Linked DNA regions of Mus musculus: regions 2, 3 and 4 are each linked to region 1. Evidence: chromatin contacts called from public HiCAR-type and promoter capture Hi-C data. All regions are on one chromosome and are shown on one strand. Each heading gives the region's core, a stretch centred on a gene start, on an enhancer-like site or on the middle of the called end of the contact. The rest is flanking DNA. Distances are from core to core; before and after follow the strand shown.

Region 1 (3,549 bases), core at 419-2,918:
CTGTTTCTGAACCATACCTGTTTATTCATAAACTATAAACCCTTGAGGTAGCTGCCAGGCTATACCTGTAAGTCTATGCAACAATCCCCCAGAGCTGGTACATGCCAATGGCAAGCCCCAAGTGTCTCTTCAGAATCCTTGGCATGAGCTGTCTGAGGGCGGGGAGCAGGCTATCTTGTCTTATAGAAGAGAAAGCCATGCTTACAGATGCCAGTGGCAGGATCAGGCACCAGCCTGCCCACATTCTCTGTACTGTGTGACACTAAGCTGTCACAGAGCCACAGGGGTTCCAAACACGGCCAGCCAGGGGCAGGGGAGAGTCAGTGTGTGCAGATAGGGGAGGGGACAAAGTTCACCTGGGTGTTGATTAAGCACCAATTCCTGTTGCCTTTTGGGAGAAATGCTAGCCTAGCTTAGGGGTATGTCCGGTCCCCTACCAAGAACAGACAGAAAGATGACGTCACCCTGTCTATGGGCAGTGGCCCTGACCACAAGCCTAGTTTTTGTTGTTGTTGTTGTTTTGTCTTTACAGCTAGCATGTTCCTGAGCACATCTGGAACTCCCTATCTAGTCTCCTCCTGGAACTTTCCTCTCACACTTCGGATACCTTAGGGACCCATGTCCTGACACTCCTGTCCCCACCTTACCTGCTGTTTCTGCTGCTCAGAGGCCACACCGTCCCACCACAGCCGGAAGAACTCCTGCTCCACGGCGATGAAGCGCCGCTGCCCTCCGCGGACCAGTTCCGCCACCACGGTAGTGTAGACATTGGCTGCATAGGCTCTCATGCTTTCCTGGGGAGGCAGAAGCCATCACAACAGCCCCAAGGGTGGTGATGAGTCCAAAGGACCAAAGAGAAGTACAAGAGACCAAGTACCCTGGTGCCTAACACCTCCAGTGTACTCAGACCTAGGGGTATGTGGCAGGAATCACCACTTTCTCTTTATAGACAAGGAACCTGAGCCAGTGGACAGAAAGCCTCTCCCTGCCCGCTCTGTCCAAGGTCTTGAACAGAAAGAACCTCGAGGTTACAGGCCCCATACCAAGCTTATCTGGCTGGGTAGGAGTGTGAAGAGGAAGCTGAACTGGCTAGCCCTCATGTCAGCACCACAGAGGGCCAGCCCAGTTGCCTGTAGTCAGCTGACATCCACCTGCTTGGAAACCTACCCCACCCAAGGTACTCCAGGCTTATTCCTGAGACTGGCTACCTGTCAATCCACACTTTGGGGACACACTCCTCTGCCTTAACTTTTGCAGGGACCGTCTAATAAGATAGATGCCATCAGGACTCCGAGGCAGGAAGTGGCCAGCCCGAGGCTGAGGCTCAGACTGCAGGGGATCAGGCTGGGGGGTGGGGTGGGGTGCTGCAGCCCAGGTCGCCTCTCTTCCCGGCTGGGTCGGGTGCACTCCGCAGGAGGCAGTTACTGTGCAAGGAGCTCAGGAACGCTCCAACTTACCTGGACCGTGAAGACCCAGCCCACGTCCATGTGACTGTGGGGCACCACGAAGGCCCGGATCGGGCCGGCGGGCTGAGCTGCCCGCGGCCACAACAGCAACAGCTGGCCGAGTAGCGGCAGCCAGCGCAGCGGCCCCATTGCTGGGCAGTGGGACGCTGCCAGGGCAGCGGGTCCTGGGTAGAGCGGTCCACTTCCGGGTCCGGGACCCGCGGCGCCGCCTGTCGGCAGGAATGCGCGAGCGCTGCCAGCCACGGGCAGGGCACGAGCTTTGTGTGGTACGGCGCCCCTTGTCGGCTAGAGTGTGTATTGCAGCTTTCGTCCCTATATGGTGGTCTTGCAGCTCAAGGCCACTACCTCCAGACTTGGAGACCGCTGTTGTCTACACAGAGGGAAACCTTCCAGGATAACACGCTCTCCGACGCAGACCTCTAGCCTCAGGGTGGCTTGACTTGAAATTTTTTAGTTCATTTTAAGGAAGCGAAACTGGCTTTTTACAGACACAGCGACGAAAGGGTCAGGGTTGGTAGGTTCAGAATCAAATCTGGGGTCTTGGATGGTGAGCTGGGGCAGATGTTTAATCTCTTTGATCCCCATAAAATGGGATGTGATAATAGAGGAGGCATGAGTTGCTAGGGACATGGGATCTAAATGAATGAAGTCCCCATCTCTCAGCCAATTAAAACTGGTGACTTTACAATTGGTAAGAGAGCAGTTCCCTGAATCACCTCTGTAGCTCCTCCGTGGCCAGCAGGTGGTCTATAGTTTGGGGTTTTCTGGGCTGTGGTGGGGCCAGAGGTGTGACTCTGACTAGCCTGTTTTGTCACTTGCCCTTCAGCAAATGCGACCAAAACCCAAGCTGTTCTTTGAGCAAGCTCAGATCCCTCTCTATCCTGTCCACGGACCTGAGACCTCTAGATTCCACAAGAGGTCAGACCTTTCCATGAAGAAGTGGGCAGCCATTTACCAACTTGTGCGGCCACCGCTTTAGGACTCAGGTGGACTACATTTCCCAGCCTCCTTTGCATGACAAATGTTAGCCAATGGGATGTGGACCACCACAAGGGTTCTATGGATGGGACCTGGGTCCACTAGAAGAGCAACCAGCGCTGTCAACTGCTATGCCATCTCTCCAGCCCAATCATAGCTTCTTAAATTATGTGTGTTGTGACCACATATGTGGGGCTGCAAAAATTTTGGCAACGGTAAAGTTTTCGAATGTCTAGTAACACACTCAAACCTAAAGAATCGGAGGTATTTCTGGCGGTGCTCACTCATGGTACTTCAGATGATGTCACTGCCACCTTGGATCTGAACACATGGCACTAGCGCTTTGCACTGTGAAGGCTGACACTCTATGCAGCAAACACCACCCAGAACATTTTGGTTCAGATATGCTGTGAATTGCGTTGTTTTTCAGCAAATAGACAACATCTATGCTGTTACAGAAACAATGGTTTACTCTCAAAAACAAATATTTAATATTTTCCTTCCATAATTTCTCAACATATGAGCATCACATTAGTGTATGTTTGGATTGTCGTAAGCTAGAATGTTGTACCGTGTTTTATTTTTTGTGTGGTGTATGTACATGCTGTGTGCATGTGTGTGGAAGTCAGAGGTTGATGCTGAGTATCTTCCTATATCACGCTGTACCTTGTGTTTTGAAATACCATGTCTCACTGGACCTGGAGTTCTCTGATTGGCTAAGTTGACCAGACAGTCGCTCCAGGGGCCTCCTGTCTCTGCCTCCTGTGTTGGGGCTACAGATTCTCAACACGGTACCCAGCTTTTACATGGTTGCTGGGATCTGAGCTCAGTTCCTCGTTACTCATCTCTGGGAGCACCAACATGCTTCACTGCTTCCCCAGAGCACTGACGTCTGCTCTGGAGGTGAGAATATCCCCGAACTGAAGCAGGTGGTGAATTCTGACTTCAGGGATAGCTCAACAAATATGGAGGCCTAGGTACCCGAGGAATTAACTGCTGGACCTGAGATTGTCTCTTTTCTCTGCTACTCATGTGACATCAGGGGATAAATCTTGAAGGGACTCAAGACCTGGTCTTGAGCATGGTGGTGAGCATGACTCTGGTA
Region 2 (3,549 bases), core at 498-2,997, 1.4 Mb after region 1:
AGAGTTCAAATGCGAGGCTCACAAGGGCGTGATTTTCCTCACTAGGATGAACCACTGACAAGTTCACAGCTGACTGAACTATTAGGGGGCTCAGCCTAGCCGGCAAACGCAACCGTCTTTACATGGTAAAGACATGGCTCACATCTCCTTCGCTGATTGCTATAGCTCTGACACCTGCAAGTGTCTGGCGCCTCACAGGTGCTCAGCATGTAGTTTGAGAATAGAGCGACCCTGTGGAACTAGAGAACTGTACGGTTCCTTCTAGTTCTGTAAGCTAAAATTGAAACCAAGAATATGATAGCAGAAAGATCACTGTGAAAGACATCAAACAATGCAAATACCATGGTGAGAAAGGCAAGGAGAAGTGGGGGGTGGGGAAAAGCTTGGATGAGGTAAATGAAGGGAAGAGGAGCCCACACCAGAATTTTAACCAAAAGGCTCCCACGGCAGAGTTTGGTGGGGTAATTCTGTCAGGCAGTTAACACTGGTGGATGATTTGTGGGAGGTTTGCCCTGAAGCTGTTTATATCAAGCTTTACAGGGGTCCTTAGGCGTTGTTAACTACTGTGCCTATCTTTATGCCTTTTTCTGAATGTATGTGCAGATATATGTGCATGTTTTGTGTAGACAAGGGTGCATATGTGTGGAGGCCAGAAGCCAGCCTCAGGCATTGTTCCTCAGGAGTCGTCCACCTTGTTTTTTTTTGAGAAAGGGTCTCTTACTGAGGTGTGAGGCTCACTGATTTCAGGAATCCACCTATCGCCACCTCCCCAGTGCTGGTGTTACAAGGGCATACCACCTAATGGGCTCTTTATGCATTCCGTTGCGTTCTCCAGAACCTCAGAATTTGAATACCTGTAGCAATTACACCCTTAAGAAGGCAACTGTATTTTAAAAATTAAAAAGAGCCTCTTCGGATGGGTTCTGTGGCAGAAATGCCTGAGCTGCGATGGCACAGAGGGAAGACTGTGTGGGGATACAGCAAGAGTGACCACCAGTAAGCCAGGACAGTCCTCTAAAGCAAGCAAACCCGATGACACCACATTCATGGCCCGCCGTCCTCTAGAAGTGTGAGAAACTAAAGCTCTCTCATCTGAACCACCTCATCTGTTGTCCCTTGCTTTAGGAGCCACAGCAAACAGGAGACGTCTCTGTCACCAACAAACGCCCACGCCTGGGTTGAGGTTTCTCACAATACTGTTCATAGCCTGCTGGACGTTCATTCAGTCATTTAAGCAACAGTGCCCACTAACGTATACCAGATGCTGTCTTTCCCACAGAGGCGCGCCCAGCACCTGCCGTGGTCCCGAGGAGTAGGCGCTGCAGTAATAGCATCCTACAGATGGAACACCATGGCACCTAGGATCACGCGGTGAGTGAGGCAGGGGGCGGCTTAGGGGCCCGGGGAAATAAGCGCCTCTCCTATCTCGGGGCGACGCAGACACCAAGAGCGGCGCAGACCGCAGCAAGGGTGACTGCAGGAAGGAGGAGGCCCGGCTCCGGTGCCCGGAGCTTAGCTTTGTGCTCCGCCGAGCCCCATCACACAGCGCTGCGAGTAAGCCGCGCGCACCCTACCCGCGCCAACCCACGGGAGTCGAGTGTCCCGGGCCGCCTTACCCGCGGAGGCCGCTCTCGCCCGGCCGCCTCCCTGACACCCTTTCTCGTCGCACTCTCGGTGTCAACTGCAGGACTCCAACCGCCTCGGAACCATTCCGACAACGCCCCCTCGGCAGCTCATCGGCAACTTCCGCCGCCGTCACTTCCGTCTGGGAGGGGCGTGGCCTCTGCGCGCACGCGCGTTGGCGCGCGCCGCCGGGATTGAGTTCTGCGCGGGGTGGCTGGGCGAGCCGGTGGCGGTGCTACGCTGGGTGGCTGCCGCTCCACGTGCTCCCGGCGGCCGGTTGAGACCGTTGGCGGGGTCGGCTGACAGGTGAGAACTGCTTGGAGCCCCGGGACATGGAGGAAGGGCGATGGTGGCATGGCTGCCTTCCTTGAGGACTCGCTCGCGGGCAAAACCTAGCCTTTTGAGTTCCTGGAGATATTGCATCCCGGTTTTTAGTCCGGCACTCGGGGCCGGCCAGATGGTACGGTTAGTCCTCAGCGCACAGGGCTTATAGACCTGCTGGCTGATGGGGAGAGGGCTTTTCTCTGAGGCTCGAGAACTAGGTCCGGAGGAAGGACCTTATGGCTCCTGGAGCTCAGAGGACCAAAGACCTAAGTGCCCGCGAACCCCCAAATATCGATCTAGATACAAGCTACTTAACCTAGTGGTGCCCAGCTCCACGTCTGTCCAAAAGGGATACCAGAGAATCTAATTTAGGGTGTGTGTGAAGTTTACAGGGGTAAAAGGCTTGGCGTATAGTGGTTGCTCAGCATGTGTCAGGATTTTTCCTGCAGCAGCTACCTCCTAGGAGATAGAGGTAAGAGAGATGATAGGGGTCTATGTGCCCGAAAGCCTAGCTTCTGCCCAGCGAAGCCCAGGGATATGAAGCCTGCTCAAATTGTGTCAAGAGTTTAGTGTCTACCGTAGTGCCTAACACCTGCAAGTTATTCATATGAAGCTGTGGTGAGGAGACTTGAACTGCCTCTACCGAAGCAGGGGCATGGCTTGGATTCTTTGAGCTTCAGTGGAAACATGTGGCCCACTCATAGTCTTCCCCTGGGGTCCCAAGAGGGTGGAGATATGTGCTGTTTTTTTATCTTTTAGTGTACCTGTGATTTCTAGGAATTCTGGAAGGAGCTTGTGCCTAGTTATAGTGGGCCGACTCCCTATTTCAGAGATGGGGAGAAATTGAAGTTTAAAGGGAGCAGTTGCCTGCCTGGCCTTTAAGATGGCCTGGTTTTAGGGCAAATATTGTCTCTGTGTGTACATGAGTTAAACAAGTGATAGTCCAGTCTGTAAAGTGCTTGACACACAAGCATGAGGACATGAATTTCCATGCCCAGAACCCAGGTTAAAAAGCAAGATGTGGTGACAGAACCCTGTGGCTCTCTATCCAGCTCGCTTAATAAACTCCCAGTGAGAGAGAGAGAGAGAGAGAGAGAGAGAGAGAGAGACAAGGTAGGGGGCTGGAGGCATGGCTCAGGGATTAAGAGTATTTGCTGTTCTTCCAGGGGACCTGAGTTCAGTTCTCAGCACCCAGAATCTAAGAGATCTATATTAGTCGGGGTTCTCTAGAATCACAGAACTTGTGGGATATCTACATATTAGGGGAATTTATTGTAATGACTTTTATAGTCTATAATCCAACTAACCTAACAATGTTAGCTATGAATGGGAAGCCCAAGAATCTAGAAGTTTCTCGGTCCCACAAGGCTGGGTGTTTTAGGTGGTCTTCTGTATATGCTGGAATCCTGAAGAAGTAGGTTCCAAGAGATGTGCTGGCAAGTAAGTGCAAGCAGGAGAAGAAGAGTGAGTCTTCCTTCTTCCAGTGTCCTTATGTGGGCCTCCAGCAGACGGAGTGCCCCAGATTAAAGGTGTGTACCACCGTGCCTGGATTTGGAACTTGCTCTGTCTGTCCCAGACTGGCCTTGAACTCAGAGATCTGCT
Region 3 (3,549 bases), core at 515-3,014, 1.2 Mb before region 1:
CAGCACGGCACAAATATCCTTCCCCAAGGACGCTGACCCAACAACTGCTACCAGCCTCAGAGGGACACCACCCATTTTGTCTGTCCTTGGGGGTAAGAACCCACTTTCCCAAAGAGCCCATAGAACAATCCTTATACCCCTGTTCTGCTCCTATGCCTATGAGCCATCACATAGCCCAGATAACAATGCCATTGTTGCTGAGGAAAACCTTAATTTTAGGGAGTCAATCTCCCCACAGTTCATCTAAACTGATAATTCCCAAGGAAGCAATGTTTTCCTCATGTTAACACAGGAATCTGACTTATTAGCTGTGCTTGGACAGAACTTGTGAGATACATATGAATTCTGTAGTGAGTGAATTCTGTAATGAGGAAACCTTGTTTCTCTCTGGCTTTGGAAAAACAATAGCATGCATGCTTGCAGGCCATTCTGAGCAGCCCTGTGAACTCAAGGACTCCTTGCAATGACAGAGTTCAGGTTGTAAATGCCGGTGGAGACTGACTGCCCATTCAGACTCTTCAGAAAGGCAGAAGACAATCTTACCAGCTGTTCAGGCACTATGAAGGTGACTGGGTAGGAGTGCTTCTCTGTTTCCGGAAACTTCTAGGCTAGACTAGAGCAAGGCATCCAGGGTTGGTGGCTGCTGTCTTCTGCCTTTGCTGCCAGGTTCCCCTGCTTGGTGGTGGGAGGCCCTGTGACAACTGCACCCCAGGTGAGAAGGATGCATTTGTTCTTGGTTTATCTGAGTTTATTTGGTGACTGTTTATGGTGGGAGCAATCATATTCCTTAGGCTGCCCTCCCTTCAGTCATTTCCCTTTGCTATTATTATTATTAATAATTATTAGTACTATTATTAGTAATAATAATAATAATTGTATAGTGTGTGCAGGCACTAATGTACCAGGGAATGTTCCTGGAGATTGAAGGACCTCTTTCTGGAGTCAGTCCTCTCCATTATGAGTTCATGACCCATGTGCAGGACTCCCTACTTTCCAATAGGAAAGCCCCACTGACACCTGTGACTGCAAGTGTGTTCTGAGTCAGAGCCATAAATGCAGTAATTGCTGCGGACAAAGTAGTTATGCAGTAAGGCAAGCAGCTCCCAGCCTTAGCTGGCAGCGGCAGAGTCCACTTGTGTCTGATCCCAATGCCTTAAGTCTGTCTCTGAAACGGAATTCAGCATCTTTCTCTGGCCCTAACTCCATTATCCATCATTTTAGTCCTTTTCAAAGGTATCAGCTGTACCCATGCAGGCACACATTTCCTCTCAGCTGTACCACAATGATGAAAGTCCTGGCTGGACAAGCAGATATTTGCTCAGAAACTCCTAGCCAGGGGTGCGCTGAGCAGTTCTGTAGTGACTTTGGGAATCTGCCAACTCGAGCACTATTTAGGAGTGCCTAGCAAGGAAGCCATCTGGAAAATTAGGAGCAATTCTGAGTAAAGTGCATCTTAATGGATCCGCGGTCCAACTCTCCTGGAAGTGCTCCCAGAGCCACGAGAGGCCTGGACCTAAACACGACAGCTCTGACCGAAGGCGGTTTCTGAATAAGCCCGAAGCATCTAACCCGGGAGAAGGCAACCGGAATGAAATCCTTTAAACTCTAAACCCGGAACCGCATTTGAGCTGAGCTCTCGGAAGCGTCCGCGTTTCCCTGGCGACGGGGCGGCTCAGAATGATGACGCAAGGCTTCAGCCGGCAGCAACCCCAGTCAAGGGAGGGATGATGTCCGGGATGGGGCGGGGTGGGGCGGGGCGGCACCACCAGCTTGCTCCGCCCTCAGAAGTCAGGATATTCCTGATAAATAGTGTCCTCCAGACGCCGGGTTGACTAGGACCACGAATCCCAAGCTGGATCCGGGAGGTGAGGACGTGCCGGGCCCGGGAGATTCCAGACAGGAAGGGTTTGCAGGAGCTCAGGCTGGGGTGACTGCTGGCGTTTGCACTCTGCCTGACATCATACTCGCTAGCGGGAGAACGAACTGACCGCAGCTTTTTACAATCTGCTCGGCGGCCGGGAGGTATCCCAAGACAGAACAAAGTTAGCTTGTAAGTTGAATTTGTAGTGTCTGAGGACTGCTCCCTACTGTGCCCGGGCAGGACACTATTTATACTTCTCAAGTGCATTGTGGACTTAGCGAATTCTTAAGGAAGTGCGCTACCGCTGATCTACACCTGAAACCTTAGTTCTCCGTTTGAGTCTCAGTTGATCCGGCTGCCCTCGAACGCTATCCTCCTGACTCAGTCTTGGCATCATGGGTCAGTCCATTATGCCAACATAACACTGACTCTTAAAAGCGGGACCTAGAAGAGGAACAGAAACAAGGTCAGGTCATCTGCTACTTTGTTGTAAGACTGAAGCAGGAAGGAAATCCTTACCGTAAGGTCAGGTGGTACCAATCTCCCAGGTGTCCTGAAAGTTTCAGTCTGATAACACAATGTGTGATGTTAATGACTCTATGTTGGTTGGGTCTGGTCTGTAGGGGACATCCATATAGGACTTCAGACCAAAACTAGGGCCTCATAATTTTTTATTTTGAATAGACTAAAGGACTGGAGGAAAGTTGTGTCAGAACAGTGATAATGAAACTGTCATTTACCTCAGGAACATCACAAGTGCCTGATTTGAGTCCCAGGAACGTGGCAGACACTGCCCCGTGTGCAGAGTTATCGTTGCTTCTGAGAAACGGGGACAAAGCAGGTCGGTAAGTTCACAGAATTGGTAAACTGTATTATTGAGGCAGCTTGGCTCTGTGGGCTTTGTTTGTTTGATCTGCACCAGTGTGGCTGTGTTGGTAGCCTCATGTGGCTTGGGATCTTTGGGATCTAGACCAAAGCACCTTGCTCCTTTGCCATCGATGTTTTTAATTAAGAAGAAATTCACTTTCTCATTACCTATGAATCTGTGCCAGGGCAGGTGATTTTTGAGTATGAGAACTTTGTCCTCTCCACAGTTGTCACAAAAATGGTTCCTTCTCATTGAACTATTGTGGCATGCTAATTAAGAAGTGAGTGACCACTTGGGAGGCAGAGGCAGGTGGATTTCTGAGTTTGAGGCCAGCCTGGTCTACAAAGTGAGTTCTAAGACAGCCAGGGCTATACAGAGAAACCCTGTCTCAGGAAAAAAAAAAAAAAAAAAAAAAGAAGAAGAAGAAGAAGTGAGAGTGAGTGACAACATGCTCAAAGGTTCCTTTTTTACTCAGAGTCTCATGTAGCTCAAACTGCCTGTAATGTCTGATCCTCCTGCCTCTGCCTCAGAAGTATTTTGATTATGGTGTACATAGTGCCTGGTATGGGAGATATACATATACATATGTGTATACATATCCATGCATGACGTATATTTATATCATACATTTATTTTATGTGTTCACCTACGTGCATGTATATGACTCTATGGGTACAATACCCACAGAGGCCAGGAAAGGGTGGCATCCTTTAGTTGTGAGCTGTTATGTGGGGGGCTCGGAACCAAACCTAGGTCTTCTCCTAGAGCAGCCAGTGATCTTAACCACTGAGCCATCTCTCCAGCCCCCATAAATATGTTT
Region 4 (3,549 bases), core at 339-2,838, 1.2 Mb after region 1:
CTGCTCTGCAATTAGCTTATTGTAAGATCAGTGTCTCTTGGAAAACTCAACCATACAGCTGATTAGAACATGCAAGTGTAAAGGCAAATGTGATCCTAGGATTATTATGAAACTAGCTTTTCATCTTGATGACTGTTAAAAGCCTAATTTTAGCACACATCTTAGTGTGCTTCCTTTTATAAGGAAAACAAAACCCAGAGAAATTGATATTGAACTAAAACTAAACCATGGGGGTCACACTCCTGGACAAGAAACTACAGGCAACTATGGCTGCTGAGAGAGGGAAGTTAGCCTATCCCATGGAAGAACCCTCTAATTGGTTGTCCAATACAACGTGATTATCCCTGAAGCCATAGACACATACACAATAACAACAGTTTCAGCAGATTGTGCTGGCATATCCATGGATACTTACACATATATGCAACAATAATAATTAAAGAAGAAGAAGCTATCAACTTGAGATTGAGTTGGGAGACATGGAAGAAATTGGAGGGAGAGGACTTGAGGAGGCTGGAGGGAGAAAAGGGAAGGAGAGAAAGTGGCATAATTGTATTTTTAATGAAAGGTGCACACAAAAATAAAATGAACCATGAACCAAGTGCTCAGAAAAATTTTACTAGCTGACTTTAGTCAAATTACGTAACTCTGTTCTCCATTTCATTCTTTCTCTTTGATAACTATGATTCAAGAGAGCGCTTTTCAAAAGTGCTTATTGAGGAGGAACCTAACATGATATCATGAAGTTCAGAATGCTTCACTTTCGTCTGGCTCTGATAAGTTCCTGCTCTCCACATCCCCGCTCAGGGATCTCTGCTCTAAGCCTCTTCTACATTATAAGTAAGAAGACTGAGGGCATGGTGGCGCGTGCCTTTAATCCCAGCACTTGGGAGGCAGGGGAAGGCGGATTTCTGAGTTTGAGGCCAGCCTGGTATACTGAGTGAGCTCCAGGACAGTCAAGGCTACACAGAGAAACCCTGTCTCGAAAAACAAAACAAAACAAAACAAAACAAAACAAAACGACTGAGGACAACCATATTATCAACAACGGCAACATCTACTAGCTGTATACTAAGAGTTAAACAGCACGAGGACGTTTTATACACACATTCTGTTTAATTCTCTGTGCATTCCAAGAAAGGCGCTGGCTTCACTTTACCGAACTGGCTGAAGGTTGAAGAAAAAAGGTCTCTGGCCCCTACCTCTGTACACGTACCCTTTCCTAGCTCCTGCAACTCAGATGGTCATAGTTCATTGTTACTCAAGGCGATCCCTTGATGACAAAAGTCAAAAGTGTGATACTCCCCACCTGTCAACCAAACCGCCCGCCCGTCTCCTAAAGAATCATAAGGGGAGCGATCTTTCTAGCTTCCCGATGCTTTCGTTCCTGAAGTCCAGACTGGGAAATCTCCGAGCGTCTGATCCCGCTGAGTTTTGCAGAGAGGAGAAAGGGGTGCCGATGCACTGCGGGTAGCTGTCTGGAACGGAGAATTCCGGCTCTGGGTTAAAGCCGGAACCTTTCTCCACTCTCCGCGTTACACGGGCGGAGTGCGGAACCTTTCTTCTATGCTCACAGTTCCCAGGCGGAGGAGTGCGAAATCGGAACGTCCCTCAGCAACCGAGTTCTTGCCGGGGTCGCTAGCTGCTGACGTGTGCCTGGCCGGCTTCAGGCCCTGGGTTGCGGGTCGCTATGGCGGTGGACATCACACTGCTCTTCCGGGCTAGCGTCAAGACAGTGAAGACGCGGAATAAGGCTCTGGGAGTGGCCGTGGGTGGCGGGGCCGATGGCAGCCGGGACGAGCTGTTCCGCAGAAGCCCTCGGCCCAAGGGAGACTTCTCCAGCCGGGCCCGTGAAGTGGTAAGCTGGTTGCTATGGGAACGGCGGGCGGGAGCTAGGGGCGCATACGCTCCGCGGCCCCTGGACCCCAAACTGGGCCTATCTCTTTAGCTCTCGGTGAAGACAGGGAGTCTCTAGCAAGACAGAGAGTCTGTCTCACCGACCTAACAGCTGGCTCAGGGTGGCGACAGGTTTATTCTCACGAAGGGACGCATATCTGGGCACTGAAGGAAGTAAGTTAGAGGTGCTTGGATATCCTTGAAATCAGGTTATAACCTTCTGAGGCAGTGAGTTCGCCAAGAGTTCCCACAGTCTGACACTTCCTGTCGCAAAGCTCACCACTATCTCCCCTCGCCCTTCCACGAATCTGTTTGGACCTCCTCTTGCTCGTAGGGTTTAATAAAATCCACGCTCAGCTGAACGCTCCTTGATCCTTGCCTCCAGGCATAGGTAGGACTCAGTACCTCCTGAGATTGGTTTAGGACATCACCAGTGTAGGGTAAAAGCTTTTCCCTTCAGAGCGGCAACACTTAAGCAACACTAGTGTTGTAACTGTCCTCTAAACTGCTTCCTGTTCTCTGGACACAACCGGCTTCTGTGTCCCCAACATAGAAATCTTTTCCATAAGGGTAGGAACATGTTGACAGTATTTCTGTATGTGCTACTGACAATATTGCTTAGTAAGTATTCTTTGAATGAATGAATGGTTGAACGAATGAACAATTATTGATTCCACTAAACAGGAAAAAAAAAGATTGTTTGCATTATATCCCTTTGTGTCTATGACACTAGGGTAAATGTTATTTTTGGAGTACCAGGGGGTCATATACAGTCTGCCTGTCTTTTTAAAGACACACACACACACACACACACAATGGCCCAAAGCATTGAAAGGTACAAATCTGGGGGATCTAAACTTTAAGTTTCATTGGTTTTCCAGTAAACTCACCTCTGCTTGGCACATAATCCATTGCTTGATATTTCTCTTTTTGAGGCAGGGTCTTTCCATGTAGACAAGGCTGGCCTTGATCTTACAGAAAGGTGACTGCTTCTGTCTCCCAAGTGCTGAGATTGAAGGCATGGGCCCTCAGACTAGATAATACTCAAATATTACACACACACACACACACACATATATATATGCACAAGTCAATGAATGGCTGTTTACAGATAATGTTGAAGCACAGGAGGTTGTATGAACCAGATAAATGCCCCTCCCTCCAACAGTAAACATCTACCTAGTACTTACTTTCTGACCAGCACTGTTTTAGAGTAATAGGGTTCCACTGTTGAGTTATAGTTACAGTGGTGGAGGAGATGCAAATATAAACAAACGCCCTGCCGTGAGCCGTGCTGGTGTTCTGTAGGGCACAAGGGAAACAGTGGTTAATCCCACCTGGGAGAAAGGCTTCATGGGACAATGATGTCAGAAACCCATTCTAAAAGAACAGTAGTTGGTTTCATTGCCAAGAAGGCTAGGAAGGGCATCACGTGCTGGCCGTGCTCCTGGGTGGCCACACAGTCAGGAGGACATGGACAGTGCAGTTAGACTTGATGGACTTTTAAAAAATGGGTGTGTGGTGGGGAGATGGGGACATGAAGGTAGGGGGGTATAGAGGTGAGAGTGGATTTGAAAGGAGTTAGAGGGGGACTGGATAAATATGATCCGAACACATATGCAATTCCCAATGAATTAAGAAAATATCTTTTTT

The links. Promoter capture Hi-C pulls out the DNA fragments that hold promoters and counts their contacts. HiCAR-type assays count read pairs that join an accessible place to other places.
Region 2: a promoter capture Hi-C map of liver shows a contact between it and region 1, with 4 times the contacts expected there. The contact joins the promoter of Zbtb49 here to the promoter of Man2b2 in region 1. A contact is called at or near these places in 2 of 39 promoter capture datasets (liver and pre-B cells), 1 of 484 Hi-C or Micro-C datasets (the G1E-ER4 cell line) and 2 of 115 datasets of contacts at active chromatin or transcription factors (large pre-B cells and pancreatic cancer cells).
Region 3: a contact with region 1 is called in a promoter capture Hi-C map of pre-B cells, with 3 times the contacts expected there. The contact joins the promoter of Acox3 here to the promoter of Man2b2 in region 1. A contact is called at or near these places in 1 of 39 promoter capture datasets (pre-B cells) and 1 of 115 datasets of contacts at active chromatin or transcription factors (embryonic stem cells).
Region 4: a HiCAR-type map of astrocytes shows a contact between it and region 1, with 2.7 times the contacts expected there. The contact joins the promoter of Stx18 here to the promoter of Man2b2 in region 1. A contact is called at or near these places in 3 of 39 promoter capture datasets (the C10 cell line, embryonic stem cells and liver), 1 of 115 datasets of contacts at active chromatin or transcription factors (astrocytes) and 1 of 9 other capture datasets (liver).

What each region holds. Positions count from the first base shown.
Region 1 is chr5:36,828,981-36,832,529 of GRCm38.p6, forward strand. It overlaps Man2b2 (mannosidase 2, alpha B2), which reads right to left and starts at 1,669. Exons shown (of 19, transcript NM_008550.2): 1 at 1,458-1,669; 2 at 648-794. The coding sequence starts at 1,595.
Region 2 is chr5:38,218,707-38,222,255 of GRCm38.p6, forward strand. It overlaps Zbtb49 (zinc finger and BTB domain containing 49), which reads right to left and starts at 1,748. Exons shown (of 8, transcript NM_029162.3): 1 at 1,617-1,748. It overlaps Lyar (Ly1 antibody reactive clone), which reads left to right and starts at 1,776. Exons shown (of 9, transcript NM_025281.3): 1 at 1,776-1,929.
Region 3 is chr5:35,581,270-35,584,818 of GRCm38.p6, forward strand. Acox3 (acyl-Coenzyme A oxidase 3, pristanoyl) reads left to right here and starts at 1,765. Exons shown (of 19, transcript NM_030721.3): 1 at 1,765-1,865; 2 at 2,607-2,706. 4931431C16Rik (RIKEN cDNA 4931431C16 gene) reads right to left here. Exons shown (of 4, transcript NR_045807.1): 4 at 1-2,305.
Region 4 is chr5:38,037,642-38,041,190 of GRCm38.p6, forward strand. Stx18 (syntaxin 18) reads left to right here and starts at 1,589. Exons shown (of 11, transcript NM_026959.3): 1 at 1,589-1,858. The coding sequence starts at 1,691.